Linked DNA regions of Zea mays: region 2 is linked to region 1. A link is a contact called in public Hi-C data. All regions are on one chromosome and are shown on one strand. The core of a region is the stretch at or near the end of the contact, and the rest is flanking DNA. Distances in the headings are between cores, read along the strand shown.

Evidence for each region. Hi-C and Micro-C count contacts between places; a contact is called where the count stands out from the background.
Region 2: a Hi-C map of bundle sheath shows a contact between it and region 1, with 2.3 times the contacts expected there. The contact joins the promoter of LOC103649602 here to the promoter of LOC103649599 in region 1. A contact is called at or near these places in 5 of 25 Hi-C or Micro-C datasets (bundle sheath, ear, leaf and 2 more).

Annotation. Positions count from the first base shown.
Region 1 is chr3:3,998,015-4,003,422 of Zm-B73-REFERENCE-NAM-5.0, forward strand. It overlaps LOC103649599 (cationic amino acid transporter 5), which reads left to right and starts at 1,355. Exons shown (of 1, transcript XM_008675337.4): 1 at 1,355-3,773. The coding sequence starts at 1,380. The coding sequence ends at 3,446.
Region 2 is chr3:4,206,690-4,211,474 of Zm-B73-REFERENCE-NAM-5.0, forward strand. LOC103649602 (RNA binding (RRM/RBD/RNP motifs) family protein) reads left to right here and starts at 2,848. Exons shown (of 11, transcript XM_008675339.4): 1 at 2,848-3,116. LOC109945370 (a long non-coding RNA gene) reads right to left here and starts at 518. Exons shown (of 2, transcript XR_002268532.2): 1 at 397-518; 2 at 1-292.

The DNA of each region.
Region 1 (5,408 bases), core at 105-2,604:
AGAGACATGTGTAGTTCTGCATTAATAGTAAAGAGCTAACTACTCACAAACGACTTAGACATAAGAACTAAGAAACTTTGTGAGGAAGACATGTGTAGTCCTACATTAATAGTAAAGAGCTAACTACTATACGGGTGTGCTAAATGGCAGGCTACAAGAATCCTTATAGTCAGCAATTGACTGTATTATTAAACCTGCTCTAAATTTATAGTCGGCCTGGGCACAAGAACAAAAAATTTATGAGAGAGATGAATCAAACATTAATATTGAATAGTTAACCACTGTACGTATAGGCCAAGAGGTAGGTTCCAAGAATCCTTATCGTCAACTGTGGTTATATTTGCTCGAATGGACTGCCACCCCCGCTCTCCACCACTCCCAAAAATGTTCTCGTCTCGAGCTAGAAATGTACAAACGGGTCGCCTGGTCCGGCTTGCCCGGACCCGTTAAAGCACGATCTGCTTAAGCATGACACGGTTAGATCCAAATAAATATGTGGGCCGAGCTAGGCTGGGCTGTCCAATGAGCTCAACTATGTGAACGAGTCCGGCACGGGACGTGCCCAACCGTGTTGGACCGGTAAGCCTGGGCCGAAAATGAACACCATACCGGCCCGAGCCCGCCAGCGTATAAACCAAGCTTAAAATTAGACCGCCATAAAAAGTTAAACTCATTTACAAAGCACAGTTGAATGATATAATGAAAGACAATAACATATATTACAAATAATACATATATCACAAATGTTTGTCTTAATATCTCGAGCTACTTGTATGTACGTATGTAAAGCTATCTGCAGCGGATCTTCTATTCATCCCCTATTTTATTCCTAAGTGTCAAACAATATTATTTACATCCTCTATTTTAGACACTCTATTAGTGACTGTGCAATAGCCAATAGAAGTAGGTTACGTGTGATTTGAAGAGGCCAACAGATAACGGAGCAGGCGCCGGACCGTGCAACGGCACGGTGCGCGGGATCCGATGTGATGTCGCGTGGTCCGCGGACGCCGGACGTCACTTGCGACAGCTCGGATGGGCGAGTTTTGGAGGCCGGCCGGCCCGGCCGCCTTCCCGCTGTCGGCTTTCTCCGTGGCCCGGCATGTGCGTCCAAGCGCTACGGAGGGAGGTCGACTTGCCGGCGTGCGCCACTTCTGGCCGAATCTGTTGACCAACGAGCTGAGCTGAGCGAGCTCCATCGCACGCCGGAAATCGCGTCCTTGTCTCGTCTTTCGTGTCAAAAAATCCAATCCTACTACAAGTGCACTTTATTTTTGGGGACGGAGGGAGTACGTCACGTATTGCAATGCGTCGGTTTTGCTTGCTGATCGGCGGTCGGGCTGCAGTTTGAAGTGAGGCACTACGCAAAACTCCAAGCCATGACGTCACGCTCGTACCGAGCGACGAATCCTCCACACTCCCATATACACATGCAACAGAGACACACAGTCACACGCCGACACCCTCACGCCCACACACACAGCAGCAGCCCAGCTACAACTACAAGCTACTCCACCACCTCCACACGAAGTGGGACTGTGGGAGGCGCGAGTGACGTGAGGCGAGCCGCTCCTGCTGCAGCCATGGAGCCCGCGGAGAACGACACGTCCTCGCCGCCTGAGTATGGCGCAGGCAAGGCCGCGGCGACGGTACCGGCGAGGAGCTACTGGCGGTGGCGCAGGGACGACTTCTTCCCGGAGCCGTCGTTCGCGAGCTGGGGCGCGTACCGGCGGGCGCTGCGCGAGACGCCGGCCCGCCTCCGCGACCGCCTCGCGGGGCGGTCCACCGACGCCGCGGAGCTGGGCGCGCTGCGCCGGCGCAGCGAGCACGAGATGCGGCGGTGCCTGACGTGGTGGGACCTGACCTGGTTCGGCTTCGGGTCCGTCATCGGCGCCGGCATCTTCGTGCTGACGGGGCAGGAGGCGCGCGACCACGCGGGCCCAGCCATCGTGCTCTCCTACGTCGCCTCGGGCCTCTCCGCCATGCTGTCCGTCTTCTGCTACACCGAGTTCGCCGTGGAGATCCCCGTGGCCGGCGGCTCCTTCGCGTACCTGCGCGTCGAGCTCGGCGACGCCGCGGCCTTCGTCGCCGCCGCCAACCTCATCCTCGAGAGCGTCATCGGCACGGCGGCCGTGGCGCGGTCCTGGACCTCGTACCTGGCGTCGCTCGTCAACAGGCCCGCCAGCGCGCTGCGGATCCACGCGCCGGGGCTCGCGGGCGGGTACGACGAGCTGGACCCCATCGCGGTGCTCGTCATCGCCGTCACCGCCACGCTGGCCATGCTCACCGCCAAGGGCACCTCGCGCGTCAACTGGGTGGCGTCCGCCGTGCACGTGCTCGTCATCGCCTTCGTCATCGTGGCCGGGTTCGCGCACGCCGACGCGGCCAACCTGAGACCCTTCATGCCGCAAGGCGTGCCGGGCGTGTTCCGGGCGGCCGCCATCGTGTACTTCGCCTACGGCGGGTTCGACAACATCGCCACCATGGCGGAGGAGACCAGGAACCCGTCGCGGGACATCCCGCTGGGCCTGCTGGGTTCCATGACCGCCATCACGGCCATCTACTGCGTGATGGCGCTGGTGCTGAGCATGATGCAGCCGTACACGGCCATCGACCGCAGCGCCGCCTACTCGGTGGCGTTCGCCAGCGTGGGGATGCGGTGGGCGCAGTACGTGGTGGCGCTGGGCGCGCTCAAGGGGATGACCACGGTGCTGCTGGTGGGCGCGCTGGGGCAGGCGCGCTACACCACGCACATCGCGCGCAGCCACATCATCCCGCCCGTGTTCGCGCTCGTGCACCCCAGGACCGGCACCCCCGTGCACGCCACCGCGCTCATCGCCGTCTGCAGCGCCTGCATCGCGCTCTTCTCCAGCCTCGACGTCCTCGCCAGCCTGCTCTCCGTCAGCACGCTCTTCATCTTCATGATGATGGCCACGGCGCTCCTCGTCCGGCGCTACTACGTGCGGGGCGTGACGAGCCGGACGCACGCGCTGCGGCTCACGGCGCTGCTGCTGCTCATCATCGCCTCGTCCATCGGCATCGCCGCGTGCTGGGGCACGTCGCCGGAGCGGTGGCAGGGCTACGTGGTGCTGGTGCCGGCGTGGGCGGCCGGCACGCTGGGCATCCAGCTGCTGGTGCCCGCGGCGCGGGCGCCCAAGGTGTGGGGCGTGCCGCTCGTGCCGTGGCTGCCCTCGCTGTCCATCGCCACCAACCTCTTCCTCATGGGCTCGCTCGGCAAGGACGCCTTCATCCGCTTCGGCGTCTGCACCGCCGTCATGCTCGTCTACTACGTCCTCGTCGGCCTCCACGCCACCTACGACGTCGCGCACGGGGCGTGCGGTTGGGAGGAAGAAGACGACGGGGACGCGGCCGCCGCCGATGAAGACAAGAAGGTTGTTGCCGCGGCAGACGTGGAGAAGGCTGATGCGGCAGGCGGTACCCGTTAATTATTAGCCCATCCATCGGCGTCGGCGGCCTTGAATGTCCCATGCCGCGCGGCTGCTGACAATTGCGGTTGGAGACGAGAGTCTTCGCCGCTGTACGTGTTCATATACGAACGTACACCTATTCCACACACACACGCACGTCTCACTCATACCACACACACAAACAGCTCTACAGCTCCACATTGTTAGGAAATAGAATCATGAAATGTATTCTGTTAGGGTAATCCCTACAATCTCGGGCGGCCATTGTGCCGCCTCATTGTAATCCTCTCTGTATATAAATACGTGGCTGTCCCTATGCGTGGTATGGCCTTCCATCATTGTTAACATGGTAACAGAGCCAAGGGATTCCTAATTTTTCTCACCATGATTCTCTCCTCCAAAACTTTCTCCACCTCCTCCCCTCCACCGATAATCCATGGCTCCCGGTGCTTCTTTCACCATGGCGCCTATCCCAATCCATCAAGCTATTACGACCCGCCACACCAAATCGAACTATTTGTTATGGCGGGCTCAGCTCCTGCCATATCTACGCAGCTCCAAGTTGATCGGATTCCTCGATGGATCCAATCCGGCGTCCAAGCAGTTCATCTCTACGGCGACCACCACTGGCGAGATCGAAGAGGCCCTTAATCCGGCCTACGACACCTGGTATGACCAGGATCAGCAGTTGCTCAGCGGACTGCTCTCCTTGATGACCGAAGAGGTCCTTCGAGATGTCATGGCGACCACATCTTCTCGTGAGGTCTGGACCTCCCTCCACCGCAAGTTTGCATCTTCCACAGAGGCACGGACAGTGCAACTCCGTGTCGATCTTGCGACGTCCAAGAAACAAGATCTCTCGGCGGCAGATTTTTACCGCAAAATCACCGGGCTCGCTTCCAAGCTTGCTGCTATTGACGCTCCTCTTCGAGATGAAGAGATACTCGCCTATTTGTTTGCAGGGCTTCCCGTCGAGTACGATCCCTTCGTCACCGCCATGACCACCAAAACTGAAGCTCTGTCGCTCGACAATGTCTTCGCCCACCTTGTCTCGTTTGAAGACCGTCTACTTCGCCATCAAGCCGAACTCCAGCAATCTTTCGAGGCATCTGCTAACTACGCGGGCCGCGGTGGTGGCCGCGGTGGACGCGACCGTGGGCATGGTGACCACGGGCGCGGCGCGCGCGAGCGTGGCGGCGGTGCGCCCAACCGTGGCGGCGGCGCCCAACATGGAGGATATTCGCGCAACGGATCTCCGCGTCCTCAATGCCAAATCTGCGAAAAATTCGGCCATACTGCCCTCAGATGCTGGTACCGCATGGATGAATCGTACCAGGAAGAGGGCCCTTCGGCCAATGTCGCCTCCAACTCCTATAAGGTTAATGCCGACTGGTACAACGACACGGGGGGCCACTGATCACATTACAAGTGATCTTTCTCGCCTCACCATGTGTGAGCAATACCATGGGGCGGGTTCTGTGCAAATTGGCAACGACGCAGGTTTGCGGATCTTGCATACTGGTTCTTGTTCACTTAATACTGCTAATCGCCCGCTTGCACTCACCAATGTGTTACATGTTCCTAAAATTTCTAAACATCTTCTTTCTGTTCATAAGCTCACCCTTGATAACAATGTTTTCTTTGAATTTCACCCATGAAATTATTTCATCAAGGACCGAGCCACAAGGAAGCTACTTCTTGAAGGCAGATGTGAATCTGGCCTATATCCTATCAAGTCATCGGCTGTCAAGTCCCTCTGTCACGCTCTTGTCTCCCATTCGGTGCGCCCGGATCAATGGCATGCTCGTCTCGGTCATCCAACTTTACCAGTTGTTAGGTCTATTTTACGCTTGAATAATCTTTCTTGTTCCAAATAACCTAGTGAGTCCTCAGTTTGTAATGCATGCCAATTGGCCAAAAGTCATCAACTTCCTTATAAATTATCCATTCATCGTACCACTGCACCTCTTGAATTAATTC
Region 2 (4,785 bases), core at 1,598-4,097, 210 kb after region 1:
AGCCTAAACGACACTGCATTCACTGTCCCTGAATGACCGAGTTCAGCAGTAGCAGGTCTAGAGACTACACATCGTGTCCAATAACATCACTATACAACATACAGCGCTGAAACAAGCTTTCAGCGTCCCTGAAAGTTACAATCCAGAACCAGCGACCGAATCAACCATCCACATAAATTCACGTGGCCCTGTTTCGTGCTGCTGCAAAACCTTTTGGGGGTCCAGAATCACCCGTCGCGGATCAGGTTCGCTGGCTCGCTCAAGACATACTTGGGCAGCTCGTACTTGGAGTCTTCAGTTTTCGACATTGGTCTTGCACAACAGGACGGTAAACAGAGTCGTGAAAATGTGTGTGTGTGTGTGGTGGTGGGGGGGGGGGGGCAAGTTCTTGCTCACCTCTCTCGTCGTAGCAGAGCGTCATGTCAGGGTTCGAGACGATGATTCCAGCACTGTCCACGATGGTTTGGGCAAGGGCTAGATCGGACTCTGCGGCAACCCTCAGAGCATCCCAGATCTCTGGACAGCGAGGCGGTGACTCGTTATAACACTGATGCATGCTAATTAGCAGTACGTCTCATAGTTAAACTCCTAATTTTTAAGGATAATGATTGGACAGGTCAAAACAAGCTCCGACCAGTTACTATCACGAAACTATATCGAAACATAAGAGAGGACGAAACCAACCAACGTTGTGAGAACCATGAAAAGCGCGCGCGCGCACACACACAAGAACTGGTTTGTTTCGCGCACACACAAGAACATAAGGAGTGGTGGAAGATGGAGTCCTGAAGGTGCGACCACAGGGAGCTATGGTGGCGGCGCCGCGTGACTGCACGGGCAGCGACATCATCCAGTAGCGTGTCGCCAAGGGCGCCGGCGGTGAGGCTTCGCTCGGGGGAGGAGGCGGTGGTTTGGTTCGTGTGATCTGGTTGGTTCCAAGTTCCAACCCACGGCGGCTTCGCGATGGAGGAGTAGACGGAGCACAGATTCATGATTTGAGGGGAGGGGGAGCTTCTCCACCGGTGACCCATCTGCACACGGGCCGGGGGGTGTTGATACGAGCAAGCATCTAAATGAATCGGAGTGGGACGACATGAGTTTACCTTGAAGGCTAGCACCGCATCCACCGCACTGGTACACAGGGGCGCCGGCCTCCTCGAGAACGCAGTGGCACCTCGGGCATCTCACACGGAGAACCGCTCTAGCATTTGGAATTTCCATGGGACATCCAGAGAATGGATGGAGGTGGAGCGTGCGGGCGTGGACCGAAGATGGTGCGGCGGCTGCAAGGAGGAAGGCGATGCTGCGTCTCGGCCTCTCGGGAGACCGATGCGAGGGGCCGCTTGCAGGGAGAGGTGGAGGGGGCCGCTAGGCAGGGAGAGCTGCAGAGAAAGACTCGAACTCTAGGCTGGGCCAGGGCCAGAGGCGTGCTGGGCATTCGACACGGGCCGCACCAAATAACATAGCCCACGCCGACCAAGCTGCACCAAATAACACGTGACCATGACTTGCAAATTTTAGTACCATACTGGCCAGCCAACAATTGTGGTACCGGCTTATAAGCTGTGCTGCTTCAGAGAAAGTAATTCTGCTTAAGTGCACTTGACGGTCTCTACTTCTAACATTTTTTGCGCGAGAGGACACGGAGCTGCAACGAAAAAATAACTGTCACGTGTGCCCATATGGTAGGGCATGCGGTGTGCAGAACATGGGAATGGAATAACTGTCACGTGGGATGGGTTTGCACGATGGGAATGGGTTTAGCCTAGCCGCGACGGGAAAAAAGAGACAGAGGCTGTCACGTGGGCCCACATGTGCAGGGCGTGTGTTGAGTGTGCAGATGGGAATGGGTTTCATGACGAAAATGGCAGAACACGGAAATGGCAGAACATGGGAATGGCAGACTACTCTTAGAGCCTTAATAAGTAGTAGAGATAGCATAAGTATAGTGTATATTTTTTTCATATAATTTAGAATAATACACAAATACATTACATATATAAATATATTAATTTAATTAATTTGTGTCTAAACGGGCCTTACTGCACTGATATGCCATCGTAGAGAAGCAGCCAAAGCCAAGCACAGCATAAATGGGAACAGGCTGCCAGAGCCCTTCTCTGCTATTCCGGTTCCAAACGCAAGCTGTGCGATCGAGACCACGAGGACGCCTTCTGCAAGGCTGCTGCATCCTGAAAGTATGCTGCTGATCAGAGTGCAAATCTCCCCCATCAATCCCGCTGTGCACGGGCCCGCCCCCGTATTAAACCCTCCAGTCTACGACTACGAGTCCAACACCCCGATCCGGGCCCACACCAAAGAGTGCCGCCGCGGCTGCGACCGCGAGCCGTCACTTTCCCCACCCCACCGCGTTATCCTATCCCCAGTATAGTTCAATGGAAGCCAGCCCACTGGCCCCAGTTGGCGGTTGCGTCTACGCACCCGAGCCCTCCCTCCCACTGACACAACCGGCCCCGGTTTCCAGTGGTTAGTAACCCCCATCCACGCCGCTTGCGTGCGGGTCTCTCACTTCCGAACGTGGATGCGATGCGCCCCGGAAAGGACGGGCCATCCCCTGTGGGCCACGCGTGTACGTACGAGCAGTCGGCCTCCCCGCGACCGACATGTGGTCCCTCCAGCCGACGGGCCCCACGCCCGCGCGAGGAGGGCATGAAGCAATGCGCATCGCCCAAAAGTACGCGGCCGCGTCAGATCATCTGAGAGCATCAAGAAAGGACCTGACGAACCGCACCTGCCCGGGCACCGACTAGCCCGAGCCACCGCGAGCTTGCCCCCACGCATATCCTAGACCCACGTGTCGGCGTGCCAGCGCGGGGGGCCGCGTATCTCGCTCCGTGAGCGCGGGTCCGGCCGGGGTGGTGAGTCGTGGTGCCAATTATTAAAGACTTCGCTTCGACTCGGGGGGAAAAACAAAAAGTCCAGGACGCCAAGGCTCTCTCCTCTCAGTTTTTATTGGGTGAAGAGGGGCCGGAGCGGCGGAGGGGGATAGGGGGGCCGGAGCCGAGCGGCGGAGTTTCTGGAGGTAGACGACGCAGGAGCTCGAAACCCTAATCCTGAGGCTGCCCGCGGCGGCGATCGCCTCCTCTTCCTTGGACGTGAGTTCCCTCCACCCGCTCCGATCGCAAACCGCCCCCGTTTCGCCTCGCGCTAGGGCCTAGGGCTTTCCGGTCCTGGCAATGTAGGGCTCCGGGGGGCATTTGGCCGCGGTTTTACGGTGTTTCGGTGCGTTTCATCGGCGGCCTCGCTGTTTTCCAGCACCGCGTGGTGGCTGATTGCTATAACCTCTAGGGCTTTGTTGTGGCGGGCAGGGGTTTTGGTGATTATTTTTTTGTGTGCGAGGTTTGGGTTTTCAGTTTTCACCCCACCGCTTGGCCGTGGCCGCGATCACTCCTGCGGACTTGATGGCGGTGGAATGCTTTGGCGGCTACTCCCTTTTCTGGTGTTTATTTCACTATTTAGGGCTAGTACGGGAGTCGGCTTTGGCTGCAATATCTGCGAATTTATTAGGCTTGTCTGTTGTTAATCAGCTATTGTTTTGTTTTGTCTGCAAATTGATGCTTCTCAGTGAGAATGTCTCGGTTGTCTTGAGTTTTGGTATTTTAGTGAGAGGTTTTCGTGGGATTGGTAACTGCTATTCCTTTTTACTATCTGATAAGTCTGTGACTCGGCCACTCGGGGGTATTGAAGAGTAATTTAATTTGAGTGTAAGATTACTTGTTTTTTGTCATTACTTAACTCGCATTACGGTCTGGTTAAGAGATCGTTACTAGGTTTTAGAGCTTCAGACCTCCAGTTTAGGTGTACTTTTGCTGCATGCACCTCTCAGAGTTCAGGATTTGCATGTGGACCCCTGATTTTGTTGAGGGCTCGATGGTAGATAAGCATGCGTCATTTTTTTAGTCAACGCAGCCTACAAAGTTCTGGAACTTAATGTGCTGTGTAGGAGATTCTGTGAGCGGGAAAGTACAACACACAACTAGCGCATTTGGATTATGGTTTGTACCCATGTGGCCATGTGCACTATGATGATGTAGCCTAGTGCATCTTCCGTTCAGGCTTCTGGAGCTCAGGAACTGATGCTGTACTGCCATTAATAGTCCGATCAACAAAATTCTATTGGTGCCAGCTAACAAATAGAAGCGTTCTGTGTGTACTGATTTTGGTACACAGTAGAAATTGCTCGTTTGATTTATTGATGGAATGTAGTGCAGAGATGATTTGGCGCAATATTTCCCTTGGCGTGATAATGATTACGTCAAGAATAGATACATGTGACATGTTGATTCTAACAGTACAACAACTTGTTAGTTTTCATAGTTGCTGACTAAGAGCATGTTTGGTTCGCTGCTTAACTTGCCACACTTTGCCTGACTTTTCTGTCTAAGGTTAGTTCTTCAATTCGGACGACTAACCTTAGGAGCAAACTGTGGCACAGTTAGCCACGAACCAAACAAGCCCTAAATATTTGCTTTCCTTTGAAGAAAACATCCCAGGCTTTGTACAAGCAAGCAATATGTGAATAACTACGATTATTTGAAGCAAGCTTCTATTAGGAAGTATGGTTCCTAGGAGTGGCGGATGCATGACAAAATTCTAGGTGGGGCAACACCGTAAGAGAAAAATCACTAGACTAGACCACTTATAAAAGTAGCTTCATGATAATAACGTGAAGGTTAGGTGATAATACTAGGAGTGTTTCAAAATGACATGAATACCGGAAAACCTTTTTGGCTGTCCTAGGGGAGAGCCGGAGAGGGGAAAGCA